Regions from separate parts of the Mus musculus genome. Here region 1 is linked to region 2. The links are chromatin contacts, called in public HiChIP or PLAC-seq maps. All regions are on one chromosome and are shown on one strand. The core of a region is the stretch at or near the end of the contact, and the rest is flanking DNA. Distances in the headings are between cores, read along the strand shown. Region 1 has its middle 69 kb from the start of Gm30158. Region 2 holds the start of Map2k6 (mitogen-activated protein kinase kinase 6).

The links. HiChIP or PLAC-seq counts read pairs in DNA pulled down with a chosen protein or histone mark.
Region 1: an H3K27ac HiChIP or PLAC-seq map of microglia shows a contact between it and region 2, with 10 times the contacts expected there. The contact joins the enhancer-like site here to the promoter of Map2k6 in region 2. A contact is called at or near these places in 10 of 39 promoter capture datasets (the 3T3-L1 cell line, the C10 cell line, cranial neural crest and 6 more), 1 of 115 datasets of contacts at active chromatin or transcription factors (microglia) and 3 of 9 other capture datasets (embryonic stem cells, liver and macrophages).

The regions. Positions count from the first base shown.
Region 1 is chr11:111,440,676-111,446,351 of GRCm38.p6, reverse strand. No RefSeq gene overlaps it. Among named protein-coding and RNA genes, the nearest start is that of Gm30158, 69 kb to the left of the region's middle. Within about 2 kb of position 3,866, at least 7 of the 459 cell types and tissues checked have an H3K27ac peak or open chromatin away from gene starts, as enhancers often do. A contact at or near this core is called in macrophages and microglia, where this site is marked.
Region 2 is chr11:110,395,678-110,401,362 of GRCm38.p6, reverse strand. Map2k6 (mitogen-activated protein kinase kinase 6) reads right to left here and starts at 2,261. Exons shown (of 12, transcript NM_011943.3): 1 at 1,938-2,261. The coding sequence starts at 1,953.

The DNA of each region.
Region 1 (5,676 bases), core at 2,617-5,116, 1.0 Mb before region 2:
CAGTCTTTGCATGGTTCAGACATTCTCTCCAAAATTCCCCTTCAAGTCACAGCAAGCTTTTCAAGCAAAATACTGAGAGAGAATGTAACACTGCGCAGTCCTCTTCAGTCAAGCCAGAATGTCTGGGATCTCTGAATATTATGTTTACAAAAGCAGCGTGGGCAACTTCCTGGCCCTGGTGGAGAAAACTTGCAGACAGTTGACTTCCCAGAAGTCTGCAAACGGACAAAATGCTTTTATTTCTTATTCAAAGGCTGTAGCTTTTAATTAAAGGTTACACCAACTGGGACCCCAGTATTTGAGTATTTGTTATGCTGTGATTTCTCCATCCAGTGCGTTGCTTAACTTTTTAATGTAATAACCACCAGAGGGCGAAAGAGATCACATTTCAAAGGACTTAAAGGCCTGTTTCAGCCAGTAACCCAATCAATGATGGTAAATAGTCCCACTGGATGGAAAACCCAAGGCTGAGCACACAGCCTGTCTGCATCAGCTTCCATGCTAAACACAGCATGTTAAACGTGTTTAAGGCAGATTTATGTATAAAATCTAAGCAATCAATTTCAGCAAACTAATTCCCAAAGTACAAAATATTCAATAAGGTCTCCCCTGGCCATACTGCTTTAGATGCGACATCTAAGTGGAGAGATGTTACATACCTACATACGCAAGCATATTCTTTTGCTTTGCATGGGCCAGACTTCCACACCTTATCTTTATTAACAACACCTTCTTTCATTCTGAAATCACCTGGATACCCCATCTATATTCACAGATTATCTATGCTTTAGGTACACAGAGAGGACTCTGAAGGAACTATACTCAATATTTTCCTTTAGTTATCTTTCATTGGACAGCCTGATTCATAGCTAGACATACCCTACATAGCCACATCACTAGACATCACAGAGACTTCTCAATATGCTCAGTACCATCCTACCCCACCCACACACCTAATTCTAGTGACCTAACACATTCAACCATGGAAAGGCATTAAGTTGTACCTTGTCCTTGACAAAGAAGAATAAGATATAAGTCTTTGGAGGAGAAGGGTTCAGAGGTAGAAATTATCAAGGAAGTGATTTCACCGCCCTAGGCAAGGCAGGCTTTTCTTCTACCTTTGGCATAAAACTAAAGAGAAAAATTTCTTCCTTCAAAGGGGCATTTTAACAACTGAAGTGTTCCAGGAAGCCAGGATCCCATTGTTAGGGTAAGCTTTCCAATGACACGTCTGTTTAGGTAATGTCCAGGCTGCATTTTCATCCTCTGGAGATATCAGAATTGGAGTAAGTATTTTTAGCACTTGAGAGAGGAAGGAGAACGTGTTTGGGTCTGAGTTTGGTTTCACCATTTAGTTCGGAGTTGCATAACCAAGGAAAATTGCTCAACATCTTTAATCCTCCGGTTTCTGGGGGCTAGAGAAGTGGCTCAGTGCTTTTAAAACATTTGCTGATCTTGCAAGGGACCTGAGTTCAGTTCCTAGCACCTTCATTGAAAGGCTTACAAATGCCTTAAAAGTTCTCCTGAACATCTTCCTTCCAAGTCTATCACATACACTATCACTTTGGTTTCTAAGGGAAACATCAACTCTTCAGTTGTTAAAATTTCTCATCCAGTGTGAATAAACAACAAAAACCAACAGCGAGTAGGTAAATAGATAGCTGCCTTTGTCCAAGAACACATAGACAGACACAGACATACGAGCAAACACACAGACAGACAGACAGACATGCGCACAGACACACAGACACACTTTACAGTATACAGTGGCTATATTCGAGTGACTTGATTTTTGTCTGGTTTCCATTTAACTCCTGAGGGGGGAAAATGTCAACTCCACAGATGTCTTCAGACAGAAGATTTTAGAGCCCAGAGGACTGTGAAGTTTCACCTTATCATATATAGCACCTGGACCTACAGAGATTTTGCAAGAGACATTACTGTAATCCAGAAAGATCAAAGGCAAATGAGTCATTTGGACAGTCCAGTTTCAGATGGAGACTTCAGAATAACATTCAAAGATAAGCCATACAAATTTAAACCCCTGGGGATTGTTTATTTATTTGTGTGTTATTGTTATTTATTTGTGTGTGGGGAGGGGCACACATGTACATGGTGGCACGCATTCATGTAAAAGCTAGAGGTCAAGGTCAGATGTCTCTGTCACTCTTCACATTATGTTATGAGGCAAGACCTCTTGCTGAACTTGACCAGCTTGGCTGTCCAGTGAGCCCCTGAGGTTGTCCTGGCTCTGCCTGCCCATCAGTGAGGTTACATACAACACTTGTTGTTTCTCCTGGCTTTTCACATGGAGCTGGATATTCAAACTCAGCTCCCCATTCTTACACGCCAAGTACTACCCTGACACAGTGCCTCACACCAGTCATTTTTTCAAAAAGGAAAATAAAAGTTAATTTTCATTGTTTCTTCTTCTTTAACATGCATCCTTTACATCCTTGTCTGTAGGTGGATGGTAACCATCCACAAGATTTAGGCTCTTTTAAATCCCAGAATGTTTGCTTATGCTCCATGCTTAGATTGTACATTGGATGACAAAACTGTTTCCTTCTGTTGGATATGTTTCAAGAACTGGACAGAGCAATTTTGCTTACTTTCAGTTAGCTAGGACTAATTACAGCCCTGTATCCAACTAGGAGGAAACTATTCTTTGTCTTTAAGAAAGAGGAGGTGCTAGTGGTGGAAGCCCATGTTCCCTAGAATTGTGAGATCTGATATTTGGTCTATGAATGAGCTAATTTCTCTTCAGTGTTACACAATGTTGAGTAGGAAAGTTAAACTTAGTGTTTGTATCATTGCCCTTTAATGTTTGAGTTAGCATGTGCTGCTAACTTCAGATAGAGGATATTTACCAGGTGGTAATGATCCTTGAAATATAATTCCTTTTGCTTAAAATACCGAAAGTAAATAACACAGAAAGCACAGTGAAAAGGGATAAACTACAAATACACACACACACACACACACACACACACACACACACACGACACTACTTAAGGGGCACAATGACCAGGACGTGTGCCCTATTTGTGATAATGTGACAGAGGAGAGGTAAGAGAGGAGGGTGGTCAAGATTAACATATGGAGGAAGCCAATTAACATAAAGCCGCTCCCCATAAGAGTTATATTTAAGGAAGCTAGACATAAGTATAGGAGGAGGTGGGTGCTATTAAAATGACTAATAAAAACTCTCACTCTCATGGCCAAATGCCTTTTGAGGTCCTAAACTTACCTAGCTCTCTCTAGCCTGTTTCCATTCTCTCTCTCTTTCTCTCTCTCTTTCTCTCTCTCTCTCTGTCTCTCTCTCTCTCTCACCTCTCTCATTGTCTCCGATCTGATTTCTTTGCCCAGAACACATTCTGCCAAACTGTAGACTTTATTTGGATGCAGAGAAAATGATTTGGTTACTAAGAAGGGGCAGGAAGTTCAAATGGAGAAAATGACAGGACCAGAAGCACAGATGTGAAGCAATGGACACAGAGCTCTGCTCCTGCATTGGACCAGGTAGCAGTGAATGTCCTGTGCAGGGACAGAGACTTCCATTCTCCAACAAGTACCTGTTGCATACATCTTCATAAATCATGCAAGGATTTGTGCTCACTCAGGCATTCAGGTCCCTCTGGTGAAGAAGATGAATTTATTAATCACCTAAGTGCACAAGAAGACCTCTAATATTTTAACCAGCAATATCCTGTGCCTGCTTTTATGGAAATGTCCTCCTTTGCAGTGATCTCCCAAAAACCTTTCAAGGGCAGCAATCTGAAGAAGAGGAAGCCCAGTCCCCTCCATGCCTTTGCCTGACACTTTGGCAGATCAAAGATGTCATCTTACAAAAGAGAACTTTTCAAGATGTGGTCAGGAGACTGGTTTTACAGAGGAAGCAAACAGAAATAAATCCCACAGTCACAGACAAGAATGGTCTGCTGCTCCTCAGTTCTCTTCTTGCTCATGTTGCCAAATCTGGAGGCACCAAACCCCAGGGAATGTAAAGAACAGTCTCTCTCTCTCTCTCCCTCTCTCTCTCTCTCCCCCCCCCTCTCTCTCTCTCTGTTACTCCATGATTCTTTACATTTGAACTGCAATCCCAACTTCATGTTATTTTCTGAAGTCATTGAAATGGCATCCCTATATGTGGATAAATCTCATTTGAAATTTGTTGGTCACTAGACTCTGAGCTAGGAGACCAAATTTCACTTCATGAAATTTGGTGTCACCTTTTTGTCCTGTTTGAATCTCTCTCATATGTATTTGTGAAATTCTCATAAAAACTAATCACTCTATTTCCTTGACAGATCATATTTTGTGAAAGACAAAACAAATCCAAACAACCAACCAAAAAACCTTCTGCATTATTTATACTCAAAGAGACAAACAAAAATGTCCATTTCAAGAAATCATAGTTCACAGTCCCTTTTCTCCACTGTGGATTAAATGGCAAGCAGAACATTTCACAGGTGATACTGATTTACCACCTGCTATTTTGATTGGCAGGGACTGGAATCCATATCCACTTAATTTACTGGTTTATGGAATAGGTTCATTAAGAAATGAGAATGAGTCTTATTATTGCTGTTAGAAATAAGCGGCATGGTCCCAAACAAATCACACCATGCAACAGATCTCACATGGAAGGTTTATTAGGAGGGTGTCAGAGGTAGCCTCTGGGAGAGGGAGGAGGAAAAGAGAGAGGGAGGACCAGTCTTTTATCTAGGCGATGATGCGTGTGCCAAGGGACATAGCAAGAATATAACATGCATAAATCTTCTAAGTGATAAATATATTCTTTCATGAGCTGGGTCAAGATAATTCCCTTTCTCACTGAATTGTCACACAATCCAAAGTACAGCTTTCTGTTTGAGGATAAAAAAGAATAGTGTGTTATTCTCCATCATGTTTAAGTTTTGTTGCATGTAAAGCAGTCTGAAGTCTTTAAGCAAAAGAATTGAATTAACAACTCATTTCAAACACAATAGGTATGTTATACTGGAATTTCATGGCATCTCCTCTTTAAAATTAACAAACAAGCAAGCAAACAGAAACTATAAGAAGTGTTTCTGAACTCAAAAATTATCAAGCTCTATAGTAGAGCTTCAGGAATGTATATTAAATTTGCAAGTTATCTTGCACTATTCTTTTTTATTCAATACACTAGACTTGTACATTTTCCTGTACAGTTCATAAAAGACACTCTCTACATCTGACATTTTAAATAGATTTTTTAAAGTTATTTTACACATTGGATTGAGGGAGTGGAACTAAAGAAATAATTCCTGCAAAGACAGGAGGGAAGGAAGGAAGGAAGGAAGGAAGGAAGGAAGGAAGGAAGGAAGGAAGGAAGGAAGGAAGAAAAAGGAAGAAAGGCAGACAGATAGATACACCCAAGCATGGGGATGTCTTTGACCTAACTATACACCTTTTCAGTTCACTGACAAGTTGAACTTGGAATGGGCTAACAGTAACTCAGATGGTGACCAAGGGGGCATTCTAGGGCAGAAGGCAAATGCACCTGTGATGGCCACCGCTGTGGAGAGGAAATAAATATTCCGACTTGTCCAAAGTGCTGACGCTCTGGCTTCTGTTTGGAGTGGTCTCCATGTTCTCCTAACTTCACTTAATTGTTGTGAAGTCAGGCTGTTAGACTGACCCTCACTTCCCAGG
Region 2 (5,685 bases), core at 1,012-3,511:
GAACTGTGGAGGTCAAAGGACAACTTGTAGGAGTTTCTTTCCGCCATTTGGCTTTGGAGGATGGAATTAAGATAGTCGGCTTGGCAGCAGGCACCTTTACCCATGGGGCCATCTCACTGGCCCAATCTGTGTCACAGAAATGTCCTCACATTCTTACTTTCTCAAACCAGACGCTAATTCTTGGAGAAAAAGACTTCATTTTAAATATTCTCATGTACCCCCAAACTCTATGCACATAACACATACATGCAAATATGCATGTGCATGCACAAATAATTATGCATACATGTATCCAGACATAAGCATGTATTGCATACATACATATATTAAGCTGAATTGAATGCATGAGTGCATGTTTACCAAATACAAAGGAACTAGAAGTTATCTCTTTAGTGTTGCTATAGCATGGACTGACTTTTGTACTCTCTGAATTCTCTGCTCAAGAGTTTGGGTTTTCCCAAGCTAAGGAATATCCACACCTTAAAAAAAAAAAAAAAAAAAGCCAACTTCTAGGTTCATCTGCACATTTCTGAAACAGGTAAAATATTTCCTCCTCCCCTAACATTAAACACAAAACAAATAAAGAACAACCATAAACAATCTTACTTGAAATTCTGAAGAGCAATCCTTTTCTTCCCCGGATCAGATACATCGTGTTCATCCGGTAGAATTAAATGGTATCACACCTCCAAACACAGTGTGGCCAAAGCTTATTGGATACTTTAATGTCCCCAGATCTTGCTCTAGAGGTGGCCCCAGTTAACCTAGCACACCTCTTCATTTTGGGGCTTTTCTCAGATGCCATCAGATTTCTCTATGTTAAGGAAGATTGCTCTCGAAACAAGCCATTAAAGGTCTTCCAGCAGGCACCTAAGCAGCTCTGCAGTTTCTCCATGCAGGACTTTTTTTTTTTTTTTTTTTTTTTTTTAGTTCCCTCTACAGAACATCAGTAAGTTTGCAAAATACAACCTTACAAAACATTTTTTTAATTAAATTTGAAAAAGAAAAAGAAGGCAACCATAGTCCTGAACTTCTGACCAAGTCTATGCAGTTACACACTTAGAAGATTTCACTGTAGTTGCCAATGAGACAGTAAAGTCTCAGGTTTGCTCTAATGCTCACAAACACGCTCACCCCCTGAAATCCTCCCCCACACACAAAAGCATCTTCCAAATGGCCAACACATTGAGGTCTTCCCCTCTGCAAGCAACTGATACAAAGTATAAAACCTCGGAAGAGCAAGACTTTTTTTTTTAAATAATAATAATAATACACTGCTCTCCAGACTTCACCTTTACTTCCCTTAAAAAATCAAAAGTTGCCTAATGTCCACAGCGAAATCAATAAAAATGTAAGCTGAATGCTGCCACCGCAGTGGTTCCTTCCCCCCAAAGAATAGAAGATCACAGAAATTTCCTGCTAGTTTAAAGCGAGGTTTGCCTTTCATCTTCACCTCTGAGACTTTTTGAAAGTTTGGATTCCTGTTGCACACAAAATTACTGTGAATATGCGTGCATACTAAAGAAATGTACTATTATATAAAGCATTGCACATTTGGACGCTACCAACCTGCTATATCTCTCCTGACCGTGCAAAAGGCAGAAAGGCTCGGTAATCCTAGCAGAAGAATGCAAATAATGTCAATGCACAGCTCAACTGCAAGCCCTGCCTTACAGGAACTCTCTGTGTCTGCAAAAAAAGAAAAAAGAAAAGAAAAGAAAGAAAAGAAAAGGAGAAGAAAAGGAAAAGAAAAGGAAAGAAAAGGAAAAGAAAGGAAGAAAGAAAGAAAAAGACACACACTAAACAGGAAATGCAACTGAGCTGTGGCAAACCTCAAACTTAAAAATGCAATCGCCGGGCGAAAATTGCATCCATGCATTCACGAATGCATGCATAAGCCTTTGCATTTTTTGCAACTAATGCAAACAGTCTCTTACCTTTCGACTGAGACATTTTCCCCTTTCCTTTGATGGGGGAGGGGAGCACAAAAGACTTTGCCTTGCTTCTCTTCTGTAGCTAGTTTTGCAACAAAGATGCAAGCTGCAGGCGTGCAATCTTCATGCAAGTGGAGTTTCTCTTGACCGATGCAGCAGATGGACTTTCAGGGAGTCAAGGTGGAATTGCACACCTTGCAAAACAGTCTAGAAAGTGATTTTTCCCCCAGTTGCAACGTTAGGGAAGGCTGTGCTGCAGCTACATGATGGGCCAGGGCTGGCAGCTAAAAGCTCCAAACTTGGAACTGAGTATCTTAGTGCGCAGACGTCCTTCCTGCGAAAGGCGCGAGGCCTGCTGGGTAGTGTAGTTCTCCTGTAGAGTCCACGCGTCTCTGATTTAAGGAAACGTGCTCCTGTAGGTGGCTGAGCTAGATGACTGACTAAGCGCGACAGAGATCTCAGATAAACATCGCACGTACACTCTTTAGTAAGGGAAGGGTGACAAACAGCGCGGTCCATGATAGGAGGCTTTTTCTGTTCTAGAAAAACCCCTGAATCAACAGCTTAGAGAGCACAGGGGTAGCGAAGACGCTTTTGGCACCCCTAGACTAAGGTCTAATTGGGGGTTCAATGTGGCTTTTTTTTTTTTAAACCGGCTCAGTATCTGTGAACTGCTCTGTCTGTAGACCGTTCACCCTGACATCTCATTTCACAACAAACATTTTTCTTGAATGGAGATTTTTGGGGTGATTTGACTCTTCAGACAAGATACAAAGTTTTTTTTTTTTTTTTTTTTTTTTTAATAAGAAGCGATCCAGGTCAGTTCTTTTCAAGAAAGCAGAATTTCAATGCTGGATAGGGATTAAGGAAGAGAGATTTACGAAGTTTCTCATTTCTTACACAGTTAGACAGGAAAATTTGTTTCATATATATCAAAGGCCAATTTTAATCAAAATTAAGGTATTTGATTTTTTTTTTTTCTTGCCTGAGGCAGGCGGGGATGAAGGAAAAAGTCCCTGGCCTTGAGAAGAAAGGGCGGCTGGTGGAGAACAGTAACCTTACGTGAATAAAGTCTACTATCTTGAATGTTTTTCAATACCATCAAGAGATGTTTGTTGGAAGTCCAGAGTTTGCTAGGCATCTTCCCAGGCTTTGGATTTTTCCTTTTTCCTGCAGTGCTTGAGCCTAGAGCTGGACTGTGTCTTGGTGGGGGAAAGCCTCCCGCTTCACTGGGCAGTTGGAGATGCAAACCTTCCCTGAAAGGGGTACAAATCGCAACACCCCCACCCTCACCTCCACCCCTTTCCCACCCACTTCATTTCGAGGCAGAGAGCTCGGGCTTGGCTTCCATTGCGCCTAGTAGAACACCTTCAGGAATGTTCTTTCAGAGCGAATAGGGAGGGAACGGTGGTTTCAGGCATCTGATCTATAGGCAAATCAGTGGGGGAGTAAGGGCCACCTGTCCATTCCTGGGACACTGAGAGTACCAGGTTGCCTTGTATACAAGCGTGGTGGTGGTCAGAATATACTGGGTGTGCGGGATTATTACAGGGCTTTAACAGCTTGGCCTTAACTCAGAAGCTCGAGGGTGGAGATAAATGGTTTTGAAACCGGGGAACTTAATCAAAGCATTGCTTTAAGAATGTAAATTTTCCCTTAGTGATCTAGGTGGGTTGGAACTGGGAGAGGCTAGAGATAGGTCAGGTCAATTGTGGAAAGCCACAAGAGCCACTTTGAGAGAAGATTCATGTGTGAGGGCTGCTAATGAAAATGTCTGGAATTGTATTAAGAATTCTAGGAAGCCAGGACCATCTGAGTAATGCCGGAATCAGAGAGAAAGCTACCATGTGTCCTCTCCTCCCCCCCCCCTCCGCCCCACCCTTGCCCCCTCCCCACCCCTGTCCCTGCAATGCTGGAGATTGAATCTAGGGCCTTAGGCATTCCAGGCTTGCAAGCTACCAATAAGCCACAGCCCTGGTTTGGTTTTTATTTTTTTATTTTTTCCTTTTGAGGCAGGATCTAGCTGAGTTACTCAGGTTGGCCTTTGAACCCAGTCTGTAACACAGACAGAGTCTGAATCTGTAATCCTCCTGCCTCTGCCCAATCCCACCACAAGTTAGCAAATCAGCTCTTAAAATAAAAATGCATTCAATTGGGGGAGGAAGGCATAAGTTACACCCTCTGACCTTTACTGACATTCTTTTGTTGTTGTTGTTGTCGTCGTCGTCGTCGTCGTCGTTGTTGTTGTTGTTGTTGTTTTTAATTCTTGAGATCATGCCTTGGCTGGCTGGCTTACAACTCAGTGTAGAATTTACAGTGATTCTCCTGCCTCTGTGCCCCTGAAGTGCTGGGGGTTATAGGCATTTCCCACAATTCCTGGCTTCCTTTACTGATGTTCAGGAAAATTAATCAAGGCGACTTCACATACAGAGGGGGCAGCATCTGCCTGTGAGAGAAGAGCTTTCTGTTCCATGTGTCCACTTGTAAGGACTTTCTTTTGCCTTCTCTGTCAGGTCTACTCCCTGCTATACCTTCCCACCTTCCTTCTGCATATAAGCAGGCTTAGAGCCTCCTCCTTCGTGGGCCTTTAAAGTCTCACTGAACCACCACATACATGTGTAGTGATCCATTTCAACACACCCCCATCTTCCTTCTGGAACAATGACAGGAACACCAGTTTTCCTACAGGTCCTGAGACAGCTTCATGCAGACTGGCTTAGCCTGAGCAACCACCTAGAGCTGCCTGTCCATTTGTATTGTCAGCAACTGCCGTAGCTAGCTCTTTAATGAGCCTGCTCCTATTTGTAAAGAGAGTTCCATTCTTTTGTTACAGTTATTTAGTGTGCATACAATTATTCAGTGCGCAGACGTGTGCCTGCACACACTCACACACATTTGTATACATGCCTAACATGGAGCATATGTGAAGGTCACGGGAGAGACAACTTAGCAGGAAATCGTTCTCTCCTTCCACCGTTGTGGGTCCTGGGAATCAAACTCCGGTCAGCAGACTTGATGCTAATTGCCTTTACCAGCTGAACCATCTCAGCCACCCTAGAAGACTTCTAATCTCAGCTGGTGTGGCGCATCCCTGCTGCTGCTGCGATTTGGCATGTTCTTTGTCTGAATGAGCGCACAGTCGCTACAGCCCGTAAATGGAGCGCATTCTGCAAATCAATCTGCCACTCACTCTCCACGGAGACAACGTGAGGGGCAACAGGCGCTGAGCATCTGCAGACGCACGCACGTACACAAAGCACCCTTTTACCCTAAGCCAGCCGAACCATAGACTGCGAAATGACAGAGTGGGCCGTTTGTCTTAGAGATCCTGAGTTCTGAGCGGGCTGCTGGAAGGACAGGGAATTCAAGCTCCCTGAAAAGGTTTAGAAAAGAGGTTCTTCCCTTGGTGGGAAAGAAGTCTTTCTCCTCCCTTCCCTCCATGCACGGTCAAGAAATTGTTCCCTTGCTCTGCTGGATTGAGGTAGTGTGCGAAAGCAAGAGAAAAATTCCGGTGATTTCTTCACAGGTTCACCGAAGGTTTATCTTGTTATTTTCCCGACTTCAGATCCTTCTAAAACGCAAATCTGACAAGTTCTACTTATATTCAGAGCCAGTACCCCAACTTCTTGATATAGCGCGCCATTGGCTGTTCCATGCCTGAGCCCTACAGAACTTCCTGGGTCATTTCTCACCCCAGGCTGATACCGTACCCGGGAGAAGGCAGGATTTCTGGCTCTTTTGTATGTACTTG